Regions from separate parts of the Gossypium hirsutum genome. Here regions 2 and 3 are each linked to region 1. Evidence: chromatin contacts called from public Hi-C data. All regions are on one chromosome and are shown on one strand. The core of a region is the stretch at or near the end of the contact, and the rest is flanking DNA. Distances in the headings are between cores, read along the strand shown. Region 1 holds the start of LOC107887355 (protein KTI12 homolog). Region 2 holds the start of LOC107887414 (germinal center kinase 1). Region 3 holds the start of LOC107887417 (ubiquinone biosynthesis protein COQ4 homolog, mitochondrial).

Evidence for each region. A called contact is a pair of places that touch in the nucleus more often than the background predicts.
Region 2: a contact with region 1 is called in a Hi-C map of leaf, with 2.6 times the contacts expected there. The contact joins the promoter of LOC107887414 here to the promoter of LOC107887355 in region 1. A contact is called at or near these places in 4 of 34 Hi-C or Micro-C datasets (all in leaf).
Region 3: a Hi-C map of leaf shows a contact between it and region 1, with 2.1 times the contacts expected there. The contact joins the promoter of LOC107887417 here to the promoter of LOC107887355 in region 1. A contact is called at or near these places in 5 of 34 Hi-C or Micro-C datasets (hypocotyl and leaf).

What each region holds. Positions count from the first base shown.
Region 1 is chrA03:67,689,473-67,692,018 of Gossypium_hirsutum_v2.1, reverse strand. LOC107887355 (protein KTI12 homolog) reads right to left here and starts at 1,261. Exons shown (of 4, transcript XR_005916689.1): 1 at 1,160-1,261; 2 at 1-835.
Region 2 is chrA03:68,374,197-68,376,742 of Gossypium_hirsutum_v2.1, reverse strand. It overlaps LOC107887414 (germinal center kinase 1), which reads right to left and starts at 1,276. Exons shown (of 18, transcript XM_016811651.2): 1 at 463-1,276; 2 at 207-295; 3 at 8-115. The coding sequence starts at 1,201.
Region 3 is chrA03:68,282,445-68,284,990 of Gossypium_hirsutum_v2.1, reverse strand. LOC107887417 (ubiquinone biosynthesis protein COQ4 homolog, mitochondrial) reads right to left here and starts at 1,271. Exons shown (of 2, transcript XM_016811654.2): 1 at 848-1,271. The coding sequence starts at 1,030.

The sequences.
Region 1 (2,546 bases), core at 12-2,511:
GATCTAGAAATATCGATATTCGGTAAACCTTGACCAATGGAGATACTGGCAAGAGGTCCTCCAATTGACTGGGATTGTGCTTCCACAATAGCATTAATCACCTCCTGCGTGGCTCTGTCCATCTCATACAGTGAATTTGCCTCTGAAAACCGGGTATTTTGTGTGGCAATGGTTGGCTGCAAAATCTTAACATCCCGAGATTTCGAGTCTGCTTTTTTTGTCAAATACGAAACCACATCTACAATGGCAATAGAAGATCTCTCCACTCCATCATTATGAGCCCATAGCTCGAACAAAGGTGAATCCCAACGATTTCTTCTATCCGGTTTCTCAAATCTTCTAACTAAATCCTCAAATATCACATCATTATATGCAGCCTCTCCCTTCTCCCGACGCTCTTCATTCCATTTCCTACATTGCGATTCTCTAACATCACAGTACAACACACAGTACCTTATCCCAGCAGCACGAGCCAAACACCACAACTCGTATCGATAACCCTTGATACTGTTCAAAGAATCAACTATAATGATATTATCTCTGGAGACAGACCTATCAACTTCGGACCTAAGCACTCCCCGTAAATTCTTCTCTGATGGCATATTAGCATAGCTCTGATTACGATCAAGATGAAATGAAGTCTCATCGATGATCCTTACAGTCTGTTTACACTCTGATTCATTCAGAGCTTCAGCTAGACATTTCGCAGCTGTCGACTTCCCACTGCACGGCTGCCCACAAATTACCACCAATGCCATCTTTTTTTTTAAAGTCTTTTTCTTACAAAATTGGGTTTAGACCGCAGCTCGCTAAGCTGCAGTTCCTTGAAATCTCACTGTTCATAAATTAAAAAAGTAATTCAAATCAAGATTTTCCTTTGCCTCAAATTTTTACATATACTTGCTAATACTGTAACATTCTTCAAAGTTTTCAGATTACATAAGACATGTATAGTTTTATAGGAAACTATATGGAAGATATAACTGAAACCCAGATCGTATTTCAGCAAGATGCAGAAATAAAATAAATAATCTAGAAAAATTGCAAAAGAATTAAATTAGGGATCAGAAGAATCCTGCAAAAAGCAGTAAGAAAAAGGACCAAAGATTAAACCGCCAAAAAGTTCTAAAAACTTGAAAACCGTAGTTAAGTAAATTACCTTGGTCGGAGATTTGAATAACAGACAGGCAGAGAGGGAGGTCGCGTTAGGAGGAATCCGCCGACCTGAATGGAAAGGCATGTAATGGAACACTAAGCTTCCATCATATTTTTGCGCTTTATGGATTTTCTTATATTTGGGCCCTTTGATTTGGTCAAGATTGGGCCTTCAGTCCCAACTTACCAATAGTTCATTTTAATGAATATATGTTAAATTTTGTTATTAGTCCCTGTATTATGTGTTAGTTGTGGAATTAGTTCAGCTACTTTAATTGGCCAATTTTTATTGTTGTACTTTTTAAATTTTAAACTTCTAGTTGACCCGAATGATATAAATTGAGTCCCTTAAGTCAAATTAAGCTATTAGTCCTATATTATGCGTATTCTTCAATTTAATTTTCTTTAGTATCTATACTTTTCGTATTTTTAAAATGGGATAATGGCAAGAAAGGCCCTTGTACTTTAGGTTTGTTCTAATGTGACACATGTATTTTCAAAATGTCCAATTTCATACATGTACTTTTGTTTTCGTTAAATATTTCGGTACCTAACCTTGATTACGTCATATTTTATGTTGATGTGGCATGTTGCCCAACCAAGGGCTGCCATGTGATTGTTTGTTGACATTTGACTTGCTAAGTGAGGTCCTTACGAGCAATTCTTCTTTTTCTCGTGGAAAATTTGGAGAAATATAACATTTTTATTGAAAATTATAGTCCTTTCAAAAATATAATTTTTTTTATAAATTCATTTTAAAAATATATAAAAATTATATTCTTTTAAAAATAATTTTTTAAATATAAATTGTTTAAATATATTGTTTTTATTATAAATATTTTATTATTAGATAGATGTTCATCAAAATCAAGATAAGTTTGATATATATTATGACTCTCATGTTTATTAAAAGTAGATTTGTTCATGTGTCATGCCACCTGAGCTGACAAAAAGGTATGCTCAAAAAGTGAGAGAATTTGGACAAAAATATAAGTCCGAAAAATGGGCTTAGACAAAAAAAAATGAGGCCCATTTAAAAAACAAGTTGGGCCTCAAGTAAGGCTCTTTTGGCTTGAGCTTGGCCCGAATTAGCAAAAAGACAAAAAAATGTTATTTTATTATTGTTTTCTTGTTGTTTTTCACTATTTTGCTATCATTTTACTATAATATTACTATTATTTTGTTATTATTGTCTGCGTATTGTATAACTCTTATTTTATTGTTAATTTTGTTGTTGTTTTAGAGACATTTGCTTGTTAAATTACACCTATCTTACTGTTATTTAAGTATAAATATTTTTAATTTATTTTCAAATTGTTAGGAAACATTTATTTGAATGTTTTTAGTATTTTTGATGTATTATATTTTTAAAATTTTCATATAATAAATAA
Region 2 (2,546 bases), core at 27-2,526, 680 kb before region 1:
CACCAACCCAAAGATATTCTTCCCCAGGGTAGCTCCCGAAGTACCGGACAACATTTGAATGACTACATTGCTGCAACATCTCAATTTCACCACGAATTTCTTCATACTCTTCTTCCTAAAAAAAATTACTTGATCGATCACGACTGCTGATTAATCAAGTCAATGCCATCAAGTATATCAAATACAAACAAGAAAATCATGCGCACCCCTTCACTTAATGATATAACTTTAACGGCAACAAGCTCGGAAGTTCTTATATTTCTAGCCTTATAAACTGCCCCATAAGATCCTTTCCCTGCCACCCAAAAATCCAATATCAGCTTTTCTTTTGGTCTTAATGGCCCTAAAATCAATTAAATCCCCTTCCTTAAAAGAAAAATATAGTTCATTTAGCATTAGCATGGAAAAACACGATTATATGAGAATAAGAATAACGATGATTATCACTGCGATTAAACTCACCGAGCTCATTGAGTAACTCATATTTTGTGGAAGGATCTTCTCTGATAACGCAGTCGGGAACTGAACTCGACAAAACCTTATTATTTTGCAAGAACCGACTCTCTTCCCCTTGCAAAGGCGTCGTCGAAGTAGATGTCTTTTGTTTCCCAAAACCTAGCTCTCCCATACTCGCCACCGCTCTGTTCACCACCGTCCCGCTCCCTTCTCTCTCGTTCCTCACCGTTGATCTCACCACGAACGTCCCAAAACCTTCACCTTCATCCTCCTCTTCCTCATCAACGTCCATTTCATCTCCCCTTGCTCTAATTGGGCTCACCCCCGCTAAGGCCGGTGGATTAAACGAAGACGGCGTTCCACAGCGAGCTTCACGAACATGATCCCTTTTCACGATCATGGTTCCCAAATCTCCTGCATCGCCACTGCCATCTTCGGCGTCGGAAGGAGTGCCCCCTCCGCCGCCAAAGAGTTTCGGCGCACATTTGAAGGGAGGAGGGATGGAAGATCCATCTTCACCTTCTTCGTCAACGTCTTTGTAAACCATTGTGGCGTAAAGGTCCGGGTCACGAGATGGTTGCGGTTTCGGTTTAGATTTGCCAGAATCGGAATCGGATTCAGAACCGGAATGAATGACAAAGGTAGAGTATAGCTCGGATTTCGCTTGAGATTTACGGGTCCTTCGAGACGTCAGCGGTTGCTCCATGTTTTTTTTCCTGTCTCCGGTCGGAGAGTGTGAGTGCATGAAAATGTCAGAGCGGTCAGAGCAGTGAACGCAGAATTCGCAGGTAGCCGTCGGCGCTAAAGAAAGAATAACTGTAATTTGTTAAATCGGAAATTTAATGGGCCCCGCCATGTGTCGTATACTGGATTGTAATTTTTTGGGCCATTCCAGGTTTCAGCATGATTTTTCAAATGGAGTCGGTCTTCAGCCCGCTACTCATAGAAATTCCTTCCTTCTAATTGGGCCTATTATAGATACATTGGCCCTAAGAATACCATAAGCCGTTTCTGGCAATAAAAAAGAAATAAGTTTGAATACTGGTCAATTTTTGCTACTAGTCCTTCTACAATGTCTAAGTTGCATGTTTAGACTCTATTCTTTAATTTTTTCCATTTTGCTTTTCAGATTTTGAAATTTTAGTCATTAACTAAACCTGATCATGAGTCGGGCTGGGCCAATGCAAAACTTTAGGCTTGTTTTCTACCCAGGCTTGGCCCAAAAAATGTGACTAAAATTTTGTCCAAGCCTAATAAAAGTGCTAAACCCGAGCCCGAATGGCCTGCTCATGTAAAAAAATTTTATATTATTTTTACTTAAAAACAAATTTAAGAAATATAATACATCAAGTACACTAAAAACATTAAAATAAATGTTCTCCAACCAATTGAAAAAACATTTAAAAAAACTTTTTATACTTAAATAACACTAAAATAGTTGCAACTTAACAAACAAATGCCTCTAAAATAGTAGCAAAATTAATAATAAAACAATATCTATACAATATCCAAACAGTAGCAACAAAATAGTAGTAATATAATAGCAAAATAGTAGCAAAACAACATCAAGATTCAAAATGACAGTAAACAACAACAAAACAATAGCAAACAACAGTAAAAATATTTAGGCAAATTTGAGTCAGGTCGGGCCCAGGCAAAAAAAATCTTACTCGAGACCCGACTTGTTTAGAAAACGAGTCTTATTTTTTGTTCAAGCCTATTTTCGAGCTTAAATTTTTGCCTAAACCCTCCCACTTTTCGGGCGGGCCTTTGGGTTTGGGAAGATGGTTCGACCCATAATCAGGTTTAATCCTGACCCAAATGGTAGACTAACAATTTATTAAATTATATTTTTTGGCAAACATTATCACACATGTAGTAATATGTCAACTTGCTATTTTCACATAATACTTATAAAAAAGTCATGTTATTTTAGTTAATGGATTTAACGGCGCCAGGACTAAAATTTGAAAATTCAAAAAGTATAGGGACTAAAAATGATCAAATTGAATATAGACTAAATACACAATTTACACATAGTGCTAGACTAATAGCAAAATTTGACCTAACAAGTTTAATTGCTATTGCTT
Region 3 (2,546 bases), core at 22-2,521, 590 kb before region 1:
AGCAGCTTATTGACAAAAAAGAATGCAATGGACTAATCTCACAGGCAGACTCAGAATTCCCCATCATGAACTCTGATTAAGCTCTAAATTTCCAAATTGGCCACTGCATTGGATATGGTGCAAAACAAAGCAATGTATTCCAAGAAAGACATAATAACAAAGGGCTTTATTTTATCAAATAACAATCAAGACCAGAAGAGGTAAAAGGAATAAATCTGCACCTTAAACAAACTCAATATACATTAAAAAGAATGAAGAAATTGCAGTCAATAATTGCTAAAAATGATGTTAACATATAAATACTACTAACTTTACTAAACAGGAAGGGTAACTCTATGCACAGTTGATTCCTCAAAAACCAACAAAGAGCTAGAGTATCTAGTCATCTAGCATTTTTCACTAAATTCTAAGAACACTTAAAGCAAATAATATCACATTGATCACATCCATGAATTAACTTTAAAGTTAAATAATAGAATTAACACTTAGAAACACTAATTTATTAAAATTAGCATTTTCGATTACCAGATAGCAACGTTACTATGATTATGTATTTAAATCATATATTTCAAGGGATAGCTTTGCTAGTCCAATGCCAAGAACACAAAGTTTCTCCATTGACGACTTAAACAATTCCCATAATCCATATATATATATATATACACACTTGTCTTTTACCCACTTAAGTTTCTGATTCAAAATTATGAATTCTCAAACAAAATCCCTCTAACTGCAAAATTACTCGAACAATTACATTTCTATATATAGCCATAAAATCTGCTGTTTTTTTTTTTCAAATGATTTCAAATGAATACATAGGTTACGAGTGATAGGAAGAGAGACTAACTCTGCCTTCGGGGCTCCTCCTCATTCTCTCAAGAACCCTTTCAAAAGCAGGCTTTCCAGTTGTCTCTCCTAAAGCAGCTATTAAATCTGCCCTTCGTGGATCGAGCAACGCACCCACCGCTGAACCTACTGCAACCGCCGCCTGCTGCCATGGGCTCAGCTTAATTCGAGCCCTTTCTATCATTCCTAATTACTAAAAATTAAGGCCCCAAAAAACCAAACTTTTAATCAAAGAAGTCTTGAATTACCGGAGTATTAATCCAAGGTTGGGATAAAAAGGAAAGAGAAATTTGGGTGAACAAAGCAAATCGTATCGTAAGATAGAAAAGAGAAAAGGCGCGTTAAAGTTGCCACCGCTGCCGGTGGTCAGGTTGCAAAACCGCCTAGAGAAAGCTGAAACGTTAATTTTAGAGGGGTTTTCTTTTTTCCTATTTTATTACATTAAAAGACTAAAATTACAGGCCCAAACATACTGGCTTGAAAGGAGCCCAAAAGTAAGGTGAGCAACTTTTTAAACATGGGCCAACAGTGGACGTTGAACTAAACCTATCCAGAATCTGCTTTGAATTTTAATTCTCTCACTAAACGCAGTTTTTGAAAAATAATTCTAGAAAATGAATTGATTTTCTTTTTTGTTTGAATAGTTGTGCGTAAAATATTTTATATTTTTAATATTTTTTAAAATTTATTTTAGTGTCCCAAACCTAAAATAAATATATTTTTTAAAATATTACATATTATAGTTGCATTTTAACTTGTTCATGGGCCGGGCCACCTACCTAAGCCCGAAGACCCGCTTAAAAATGAGAGAGTTTGGACAAAATACGAGGTCCAAAAAATGAGCTTGTATAAATTTGAGACCCGTTTTCTATATGGTTCGAGTCATGGGCACAATTGTTTTTACCCAAGCCCTGCTCGGCTCAGCACCAATATTATGTTATAAAATATTATTATTTTAATTATATATGTTAAATAATAATTATATATTCATATTCATATTAAATCATTAATCCAATAACAATTAAACCCATTGCCTAAGACCTAAACAAAACTTACCCAACTAAATAATCCAACCCAAAATATAAAATATAAAATTTTATATTTAATATAATAAAATATTTATTATATTTATTTGTGTTTATTTAATATAATAAAACATTTATTATTTTTATGGCAGTGTTTTTTAATACAAATATTTTTAATATGTTAGAAAATTTTTATTTTGGTCCTTTTTTAGTGCATTTAGTGCATTATATCTTTTAAAAATTTTAATTTTAAATAAAAACATTCTAAAAAATCAAATATGGTAAGCCAAGTCGAGCTTGGTTTTACTTTTATTAAATCAGGCCAGACTGGGGCAAAAAAGTAAACTCATTTTTCGGGCCAAACCTAAGCTTGAAAAGGTGATCTAAATACATTGCATAGCTCCGACCCGATCTATGAGTACCTCTAGTTGCATTTCATTTCACAATCGAAATCTATTTTGTAATAAGATGATATTTTATAATAATTTATTGTATATAAATTTAATGATAAATAATACCTAATCAAAGTTTAGGTTAAAATATTCATAGTTCTCTTTGCACTCTTCATAAATTTAAAATTTAATCATAATACTTTTATTTATGGGAATTTAGTCTCTTTATTTTTCAAATTTTAAAATTTAGGTCCAATTGTTAACAATATTAAGTTCTTTTGGT